Linked DNA regions of Rattus norvegicus: region 1 is linked to region 2. Evidence: chromatin contacts called from public Hi-C data. All regions are on one chromosome and are shown on one strand. The core of a region is the stretch at or near the end of the contact, and the rest is flanking DNA. Distances in the headings are between cores, read along the strand shown.

Evidence for each region. A called contact is a pair of places that touch in the nucleus more often than the background predicts.
Region 1: a Hi-C map of the A7r5 cell line shows a contact between it and region 2, with 5 times the contacts expected there. The contact joins two enhancer-like sites. A contact is called at or near these places in 3 of 12 Hi-C or Micro-C datasets (the A7r5 cell line, hepatocytes and mammary epithelial cells) and 1 of 1 datasets of contacts at active chromatin or transcription factors (oligodendrocytes).

Annotation. Positions count from the first base shown.
Region 1 is chr4:120,246,746-120,251,252 of GRCr8, reverse strand. The region is part of intron 3 of Tgfa (transforming growth factor alpha); the gene reads right to left. Among named protein-coding and RNA genes, the nearest start is that of Tgfa, 73 kb to the right of the region's middle. Within about 2 kb of position 3,187, at least 6 of the 93 cell types and tissues checked have an H3K27ac peak or open chromatin away from gene starts, as enhancers often do. A contact at or near this core is called in the A7r5 cell line, where this site is marked.
Region 2 is chr4:120,106,940-120,111,495 of GRCr8, reverse strand. No RefSeq gene overlaps it. Among named protein-coding and RNA genes, the nearest start is that of Add2, 54 kb to the right of the region's middle. Within about 2 kb of position 3,100, at least 5 of the 93 cell types and tissues checked have an H3K27ac peak or open chromatin away from gene starts, as enhancers often do. A contact at or near this core is called in the A7r5 cell line, where this site is marked.

The DNA of each region.
Region 1 (4,507 bases), core at 1,938-4,437, 140 kb before region 2:
AAGGACATTTGTACCAAGTCCATAGCTGGGATCCTGCTCCCTCTCCTTTGTCGGGCTGGTAGGCTTATTATGGGCTAGCCTCTCGAGGGACTGGAAAAGATGAGAGTAAAAATCGAGTGTGGTGTAAAGGCCTTGTGTCCTTGGGAAAGAAAGCCAGGCCGGGATAGCAGGGAAATAAAAGAATGCCCGAGGTTCTAGGCCATCAGGCCGTCTACACCGACTCCTGGCTCAGCGCAGTGGGGTGCAGACAAGTCCTGTCTAACTAAACAAACACAAGGGAGGCAGAGAGGAGACCCCGCTCACTGGGGAGACACTGGCCTTTCCCCTGGGGGCAGATGGGGACTGGCAAGGTGGTACAGAACCCAGGGCAGGTGGGGGATGAGCTGTTGGCTTGGGCCACACAGGGTCTGAGTTGTTTGTGTCTCAACAAGTGAGACAGGTCCTCTTAGCCCATCTTCATGCTCTGCCTCTGGACCCAGACGTCCCTACCTTCCAGAGGCTCCCTGAATTATGGAACCCTTTCTGTGATATTTGACACCTCCTCCATGCAGGGTCTTAATCTACATCCTGCCAGTTCGATGGTCCACATGGTCCCTGCTAGCCCCAGGGTAGATGTATGCACGGGTGGCCACACATGGGTGCTTGGGCATCAAGTCTGATATCTCTCACCTGGAACACAGTCCCTCACTCTCTCCACACTGCTCCCACAGACCACATTCTCCCCAACTACATGCTTTCTGCATTCACCCGCACGCCAGCCTGTCTGCTTTCCCACGGCTCGCTCACTCAGAGTCTCCCAGACCCCGCCCATCATTGAGCACCCTCTCTCCCATGTGCCCACCCTCTCTCTCCTGTGTCCACCCTCTCTCCCCTGTGCCCACCCTCTCTCCCCTGTGCCCACCCTCTCTCCCATGTGCCCACCCTCTCTCTCCTGTGCCTACCTTCTCTCCCCTGTGTCCACCCTCTCTCTCCTGTGTCCACCCTCTCTCTCCTGTGTCCACCCTCTCTCCCATGTGCCCACCCTCTCTCTCCTGTGCCCACCCTCTCTCCCCTGTGCCCACCCTCTCTCCCCTGTGCCCACCCTCTCTCTCCTGTGCCCACCCTCTCTCCCCTATGCCCACCCCCTCTCCCATGTGCCCTCTCTCTCTCCCCTGTGCCCACCCTCTCTCCCCTGTGCCCACCCTCTCTCCCCTGTGCCCACCCTCTCTCCCCTGTGCCCATCCTCTCTCCCCTGTGCCCACCCTCTCTCCCCTGTGCCCACCCTCTCTCCCCTGTGCCCACCCTCTCTCCCCTGTGCCCACCCTCTCTCCCCTGTGCCCACCCTCTCTCCCCTGTGCCCACCCTCTCTCCCCACCCTCCTTGCTCCTGGGGTCTGGCCTTGACCTACAAAATGCCCTGCTTCTCAGCAGTTCCTCATGAATGGGACAAAGGCAAGAAGTGACATCTTGTCTTCTCCTTAATTCCCAATCTTCTAATATTAGACTTAATTATGCCGATTATTTTAAGCACAAGTCACACAAGGAGGGAGGAGTGTCACCTCACCTGGCCACAAATGAGCCACACCCTCACTCTGATGCCACCTCTACCTCTGTCAGGCAGATTAAAGAGAAATGTACCTGTGTGTGTGTGTGTGTGTGTGTGTGTGTGTGTGTGTGTGCGCGTGCGCGCGCGCATGTGTGTGTATGCATGCATGCATGCATAAGTGACTAAAATTCATTACATAAATGTATAAAACTGTAAAACAGTTTTTTTAACAAAAACAAACAATAAAAAAACTGAATAAAAAAAGAAACCCCAAAGGAACATTCTCAGGCCCTGCAGGACTGAGGGCGGAGCTCAGAGTGACAGTGCTTGCCTTGCATGCACAAAGCCCCAGGTTCACACCTAGCAACACACCCAAGAAAAGCAGAAAGCAGAAACCCTCTGCAAACCCACTTTAGATGAAGCACATTGATTTCTGTGCTTTAGATTCACCAAACTCCTCTTCTGTCCAGATGGTGCCTGGTGCGCACTATGCTAACCAAGGCTGGGCATTATCTCTGTACTCAATGATACTTTGTATTTCAGGTCAGATCCTCAGGGCAGGAGCTCAAAGGTACACAGCTTGGCACAGGCTCTGTAGCCAAATTGGCCCATGTTCAAAGCCCTTTCTTCACTTCCTGTCTATGTAACTTCGAGCCAGTAACTGCTCTTTACCTTCAAGAAGGCTAAAGGAGCCTTGTCCACACCGGCGAGCCGTGCTCAGCACAGAGGCAGGCTATGTCTCTGTTAGGTATGGAATTAGACAGTGGGGGATGGGCTGGGAGGCGGCTCAATTGGAAAGGGCTTGCCTTACAGTGTGAGGATCTGAGGTCGAGCACCTGAGTGAAGCTTGTCTCTGATCACATTTTGTATCAGCTTGTGCGTCACACGCATCATCCCACGGGGCTAGGCTGGGAGCAGACTTCCTGGACCGCTGGAGTGAGAGCTGAGCTCACCTGAATCAAGAACTGGGTGTGGTTCAGAGGCAGAGAACACTCGTTTAGCCCTGGGTTCCATTCCCACCTCTGAAATAACGAAAAGAACTGGATCCACCCCATACTACTATCTTTCCCATGGGGCTGGGAGGCCAGGGCTTCCTCTTTAGCTCGGAGGGAAGGGTCTCTTGGGACACCTCCTAGAGTTTTTCAGTGATGACACAGAACTCACACCCCTGCCACCTCCCAGTGTTCAGAGCTTAAAATTCTGGTTGTGGACCTGAAAACTAAACCCTACTTAATTAAATCAATGAATGTGGATCGGTGTGTGTGTCCAGAGGCACAGCAGCAATCTCTTTGCAGTACTCTCTGTGCTCCCATGGCTGAGGCTGAATGGGTCCAGGTCACATGTATGGGACACTCAATTGGATTTCAACTCAGGTCTGTCTGACCCCTCAGATCCCGAGAGAGACCCTCGCTGTCTGCTTTGGGTAGAGACAAAACCAAGGCATAATTCTCTCCAGTCCTGCCGTGGGGTAATGTCATGCTACGCCCCTGCTGGTCTGAAGTCACACCACCTTGCTCCCCCACTGGTGTTCAGAGGCTGATGGAGGTGCCGGTGGGGGTTCCTATGCCAAGAGCAAATCCCCCATCTGGATCTGATCTCTGCGGCTGTAGGGCTGCCTGCCTGCCTGTGCCGGAATGTTGCTCATGGTCTGCTCTCTCTAGTGTCTGGCTATTCCGACTCACTGGCATGCATTGTGGCCAGCTCCCTGGCCAGGCCATCGGGGAATGTTTTCTTTGAGTGACAGATATGTGTTTCTCTGGGGTCACTGACGGGCTCTTCAGTCACCAGGAACATCCAAGACAGTCTCCTGTGGTTCCTCACACTGGTCACCTGAGTGGATTCTGCCTCCTTCCGTCAGCAGACACAACACCTGCCCATGCCACCTAGGTACAAGGGTGGCCCCTGACCTTACATCTCCATAGTTTTCTGTTTCCTACATATCTTCCTGCCATGGCGTTGGACTCCAGGGAGATTTCTACAGCGTTCAGACAAACAGTCTTGGGCTTGTCTGAAACAAGCACATTTGAGGATAATTTTCGAGATTGTCTGATGAGTGGTATATTTTTTTATCCCCTAGTTTTAGAGTATGAAATGTTGCTTTAGGTTTTCTGGGAACCTAATTCTTCTTGGAGAGTGTGCTGAGAAGCAGTGCCCGCCTCTGCACCACATTCTCAGCTTGCTAGGGTTTCTTTACGAGTCCCTGACAGATGGGGCCCTACCTCAGGTATGTCAGTTTTATTGACCAGAATGTTGCATGTGTCAGCTCCTCCAAGCCGGGAAGTTCTTAAGAGCGGGGACAGAATGTTCTGGCTTTCCCTGTAGAGACTCGGAGTTTCTGGTCTGGTGGGAATTTGGTAGCTAGAACATTCTTTTGGTTACTATAAATATAAAGAAGGTGTAAGGTGTGGTCCTGTCTCTCAGAGCTGATGCATCAGAAGGGGTAGAGAAGCAAACCTTACCAGGTCTCCAGGTCAGGACAACGTGCCTTGTTTGGAGAGACTGGCTCTGGGCCCCCAGAGTGTTGTGCAGAGGAGAGGGCCTAGCCCTCGCAGCCCCCACAGTCTCTGATGCTAAAAGGGCCCTCTGTGGATTAAGGGCCACTCACTGACAACACTCAGGGGTCATGTGAATGGTGAGAGGGAATTAGTGGGTGACTGTAAGCGAACAGGGATGGCAGTAGGTGGTGGACACCAGCATCCTGCTTTGGTGTCAGGCTATCCTGGGGGAAGGTGGGAGCCAGAGAGCTGGAGAGGACAGCCCTGTCTGGGTAGTATGGAGGTACACCCATGGGGAGTCAGGGCAGTACTGTGTCTTCTGTTGAGTCACGAGAAGCTGAGCACCTGTTGGGAAGTGTGAAGCCCAACTCCAAGATGTACACAAGGACTTAGGGTCACCTGCACAGTAACATGCCCATAGGCTAAATACTGCCCCCAGGCCCCCAGGATACAGGAGGGAAACTGAGAGAAGAAGGTGGTTGCTGTTT
Region 2 (4,556 bases), core at 1,851-4,350:
TGAATATTTTGTACAGAAAATTTTATTTTCATTTTTAGTGTGTGTGAAAGTGTGCATTTAATAAAATTAAAATATGATGTCAGAAATGAGAACTCAATAGAAACACTTGAAGCTACATTGGATGAAATCTGAGAAATACAATAAAAAGAAACAGAAAGCAAGAGAGATAATGTACAAACTTCGGAGGGTAACTAGAAGAATTCAGAGATCCAAAATATAACCAGAAGCAATTTAAAAAAGAGCAGAAGAGGTTGACAAGAACAAGCCATCAACGACAGCTTAAAAGAATTTCCCAGAACCACAGGATATGGCTCTTCAGACTCAAAGGGTCTTCTGGGACTCAGCAAATTGATTAAATTGATGAAAGTACCCTATTATACATTTTCAGAACTGTGAGGGCAACAGGACAATTTCAGAGAGAAAGCATATTGGATAAAAAAAGATGAATTTGATTTGCTTTGGGTTTTTCAGTAGCAACAGTAGAGACCCACAGGTTGTGTCAATCAGCTTTCAAACACTATAGCGAAATACCTGGGGGAGATTATAAAGAGGAAAGGTTCATGTTTCTTATAGTGTTTTTTGTTTTGTTTTGTTTTTACAGAAAATCATCCTGAGTAACTTCTAGAAGGTAAAAATAAGTACAAAAAAAAGTCAATAAAAAGAAGGCAATTATTAACTATAGATAAAAACAAAAGGTAAAGAAGGAAACCTCACCATTTGGCAAGGCTTGGTTCTGAGTAATATTTGTCCAGGCATGACAACATAAACTGATTTGGCCTAGGACTATAATAATTATATGGAGGGGAGGGGACAGGAAAGTGGTGGAAGAGAGACAGATTCTCATCTACCACCACAGGAAGTCTGTGTGGCTCAAGTACAACACACAAGCTAGAAACACAGAGATGTGTAGTCTCATGAAGACAACAGTTCACAGTGGCAATCACTAGGACCAGGTACATGCAGAGTTGGGAGAGGTGGGAAGAAAGCAGTATTTTATTCTATCAAATCAATTTGATGTTTGAAACAATGTGCCCCAATAAAACAAAAATTATAGAAAGGATTAAAAGATTAATTTCCTCTAAGGAGAGGGTGTTTAGTATCTACTTCTGAGGCTGTGCTGCCTTTTATGATGACCTTGGCCCAATGTATGGCTCAGAAAACACAGGCAACTCTTCATAAGCTAGCCTCTAGTTTTCTATAGAGGTATTAAAGCATGCCATTATATTGTATACTAGTATATATATGACCTGTACTAGCTAAACATTGGGGCAAACAAATGATAAGCAAGTAGAAAGCATTTAAATGCAAGTTAGACGACGTCTTAAAGGTCAATGGCATTAGTCAGCTTTCTGCTGTATTGACAAAACACCCAAGATAATGAACTTAAGGGAAGAAGCTTCCTGTGTCAGCTTCCGAGTCATGTTTGCTCGTCCACGTTGCTTCGGATGGTTGGTGTCACAGTACATCATGGTGAGAGTGCAGGGCAGCAAAGGACAAGGTATTTACTTCACGATGGTCCAAAGCAGAGACAGGAAGAGGATGGCCTGGGTACCAGTATCTCTGTCAACAACACGCCCCAATGATGTAACTTTCTCTAATGAGCCCCCACTTAGAGGTGCTACCACTGTGCAATGGCACCATGGGCTATTCTGCATGGGCCTCTGGGGAACACTCAAGACACCCAACCGTTGTAATTGTTCATTACATTGAAACTACATTGGAAGAAATCTTCTGGGAAATGCAATACAAAGAAACAGAAAGCAGGAAGGATTTCTTTTTTGACTTTGTAAGATACCTGTAGACTTTGAAGTCTGGCTCTCAGTCCAAAGGTGGTCTTGAAATCTGCTCTGGGAGGCCAGACAGAGACCAGTTAGCCCAGGCTTCCGGCTATATCCATCTTGCCTTTGAGATATGAAGACCCCCTCCCTGAGAGGGGATTCCTACTCCAACCCCGGCACAGGATGCATCCTACAGCTATTAACTGGATGTACACATTGTTCCCGTGCCCTTAGAACCATCCACACATGGATGGATGAGAGGGAGAGGGTCCCGCTTTATTTCATCTGTGTCACTCGGGGGACTCCAAAATGGAAGCTAGCACTTGCACAGTGTATGGAGGGGTGTGTGTGTGTGTGCGCGAGGGCACTCACACATATACATGAAACTAAAAAAATAGCCTTAAAACACAGATTTCATTGAGAGTCAAATGAATGGAATAAATGATACATAGTGAATGGAGATGGAATTTTAAAATTGGCATAAGAACAGATACATTGCTGAGAATTCTGGGTGTCAGTCTACATCCCACTGTTGAAAAGGCACAGACGGGGCTGGGGATTTAGCTCAGTGGTTAGAGCGCTTACCTAGGAAGCGCAAGGCCCTGGGTTCGGTCCCCAGCTCCGAAAAAAAGAACCAAAAAAAAAAAAAAAGAAGAAAAGAAAAGGCACAGACAAGGGCATTTTGGGTGGCAGTGTTCATCACCTTTGAGAACACAGAGTCGTAGTGCCCTTCTGTGTAGCTACACCCACCCTGCCGCTGAAAGAGTCAGAGTGCATTCTGGGTAGCCACACCCACCCTGCCGCTGAAAGAGTCAGAGTGCATTCTGGGTAGCCACACCCACCCTGCCGCTGAAAGAGTCAGAGTGCATTCTGGGTAGCCACACTCATCACCTGAGAAGACCTTGTGTTTGTGAAGCTCTTCTCACACCTCAGCTTCCTTCGTACCCCAGAGCTCTCACCATGACTAGAAGGTTGGGGGCTACGGTTGGCCCAGGGTGCTCAGTTTCTGTCTATCAGGCTGGGTCTAGCTTTTCCCTGAAACCCAATGACTGACTCCCCTCCTCTTGCTGACCCACTCCAGCCCACAGTGACTCAGAGATAGGCACTCATAGTCATGGATGTCTTTCCTGCCACAGAAGAAAGAGACAGTGTTTGGATGACACGGTCTTCTAGACGGGAATGTGCTGGGGTTTCTTGTTGTGGTTGTTGTTTGTTTGTTTTGGGTTTTCTGTTTGTTTGTTTTTGAGCCCAGAGGCTTTAGGGATAAGAGCAGGAGGTCACCTTGGCCCTGGGTATTTGAAAGCCATTGGGATAATTGTGAATCATTCCTTAGTGACTCACTGTGCCCTGTAATTGTGAGAGAGAAGTTTGTCTTGACATCCTCCCCCACTCCCCTCCCCAACTCCCCCACTCCTCCACCCCACCCCCACCCCAGCTCTCAGTTCTCTTCTCAGTTGTGACAAGATACACCAGTTCTTCCAAAAACAATGGTTCACTCCCTGTGTGCTATCTGGTGTCACCTTGCCTGGGAGTCTTTATTCTCAAGGAACAAGCAATAGAGGGCACCTAAGACAGATTTGATCAAGGAAGTCTTGGAGGAGTCTAGACTCACCAGAACTTCCCAGAATGTATTCAGACAGCTGGCCTCCTCCCAGAGACATCCCCCCAAAGTCTACCAGGAAGCACAAGGGGCTCCCCAAGGTGAAGGCAGCCACCATCATGTCTTACCAAAATAGGCTTTAAAAGCCATGATAAGGGGAAGGCTTGTAATGACAGCCTGAGCCTCCTTTCATCCAAGTATCTAGATTCTCCTAGACACACTAATTACATCTTCCTGCCCTGGAAGGAGGAACTGTGCTTGTTACCCTAGCAGGACATCTCAGCTCCCTAAGAACCAACACTGACCTAAAACCAGGAATGTCATGGGTCCACCCTCAACCCTGTCTGTGTGGTTCTTATGATGGACCCTTACTCTGAATTCACTATGTGAAAAATGACAGAAGTCAGGCTGGCAAGATGGCCCAGTGGGTACAGGCGCTTTGCCTCCACGTCTAACGACCCGAGTCTTATCTCCAGGACCCACAGGGTGAAAGGAGAGAGTCAGCAGGCTGTCCTCTCTGACCTCCACACATACCGAGGCACATGCTCCCTGCCCCAAGTAAAGAAAGTGCAGTAAGTTTTTTTTTTTTTAAATGGGAGAAGTGAGGGCTGGAGAAACAGTTCAGCAGTTAAGGTCTCTTGCTCTGCAATCGTGAAGATTGGGGTTCAGATCCCAGCACCTACATAACAAGCTAGGCATCCCCCAGAAGCCCGAACCCCCGCTCTGAGTAGAGCCAGAGGATAGCTGGGGTTCACTGGCTTCCAGCCTAGCTGAGGTTTAGAGAGCCCAGCCAGGCCTCACAGGGACAGGCAGGCGATGTCCTAGGAACTCACAGATGTCTCTTCCAGCCTCCAGGAATGTACAGGCACACACACCAGCACACACTCAGACACACATGTGCCATGAACACACATGAATAAAATAGAATTTTTTAAAAAGACAAATGGGCATAAACAGTAATAAATAGTGCTGTAAGGTGCCAGATGTTGAAGATGTGGCATGAGGGTTGCGTCTGCCTCAGGAAGACTCTGCTCCCATTTTTGCAAGCCAGCTGCTTGGCATTGTGGGGTAGGAGGGAAGCTGCTTGGCCTTCAGGCTGCTAGCCAGAGCTCCTGAACTTGTAAAAACATCTAATGCCACAGATTTCAGGAGTCCCTCGGAGAGTTCCCTCACACAGA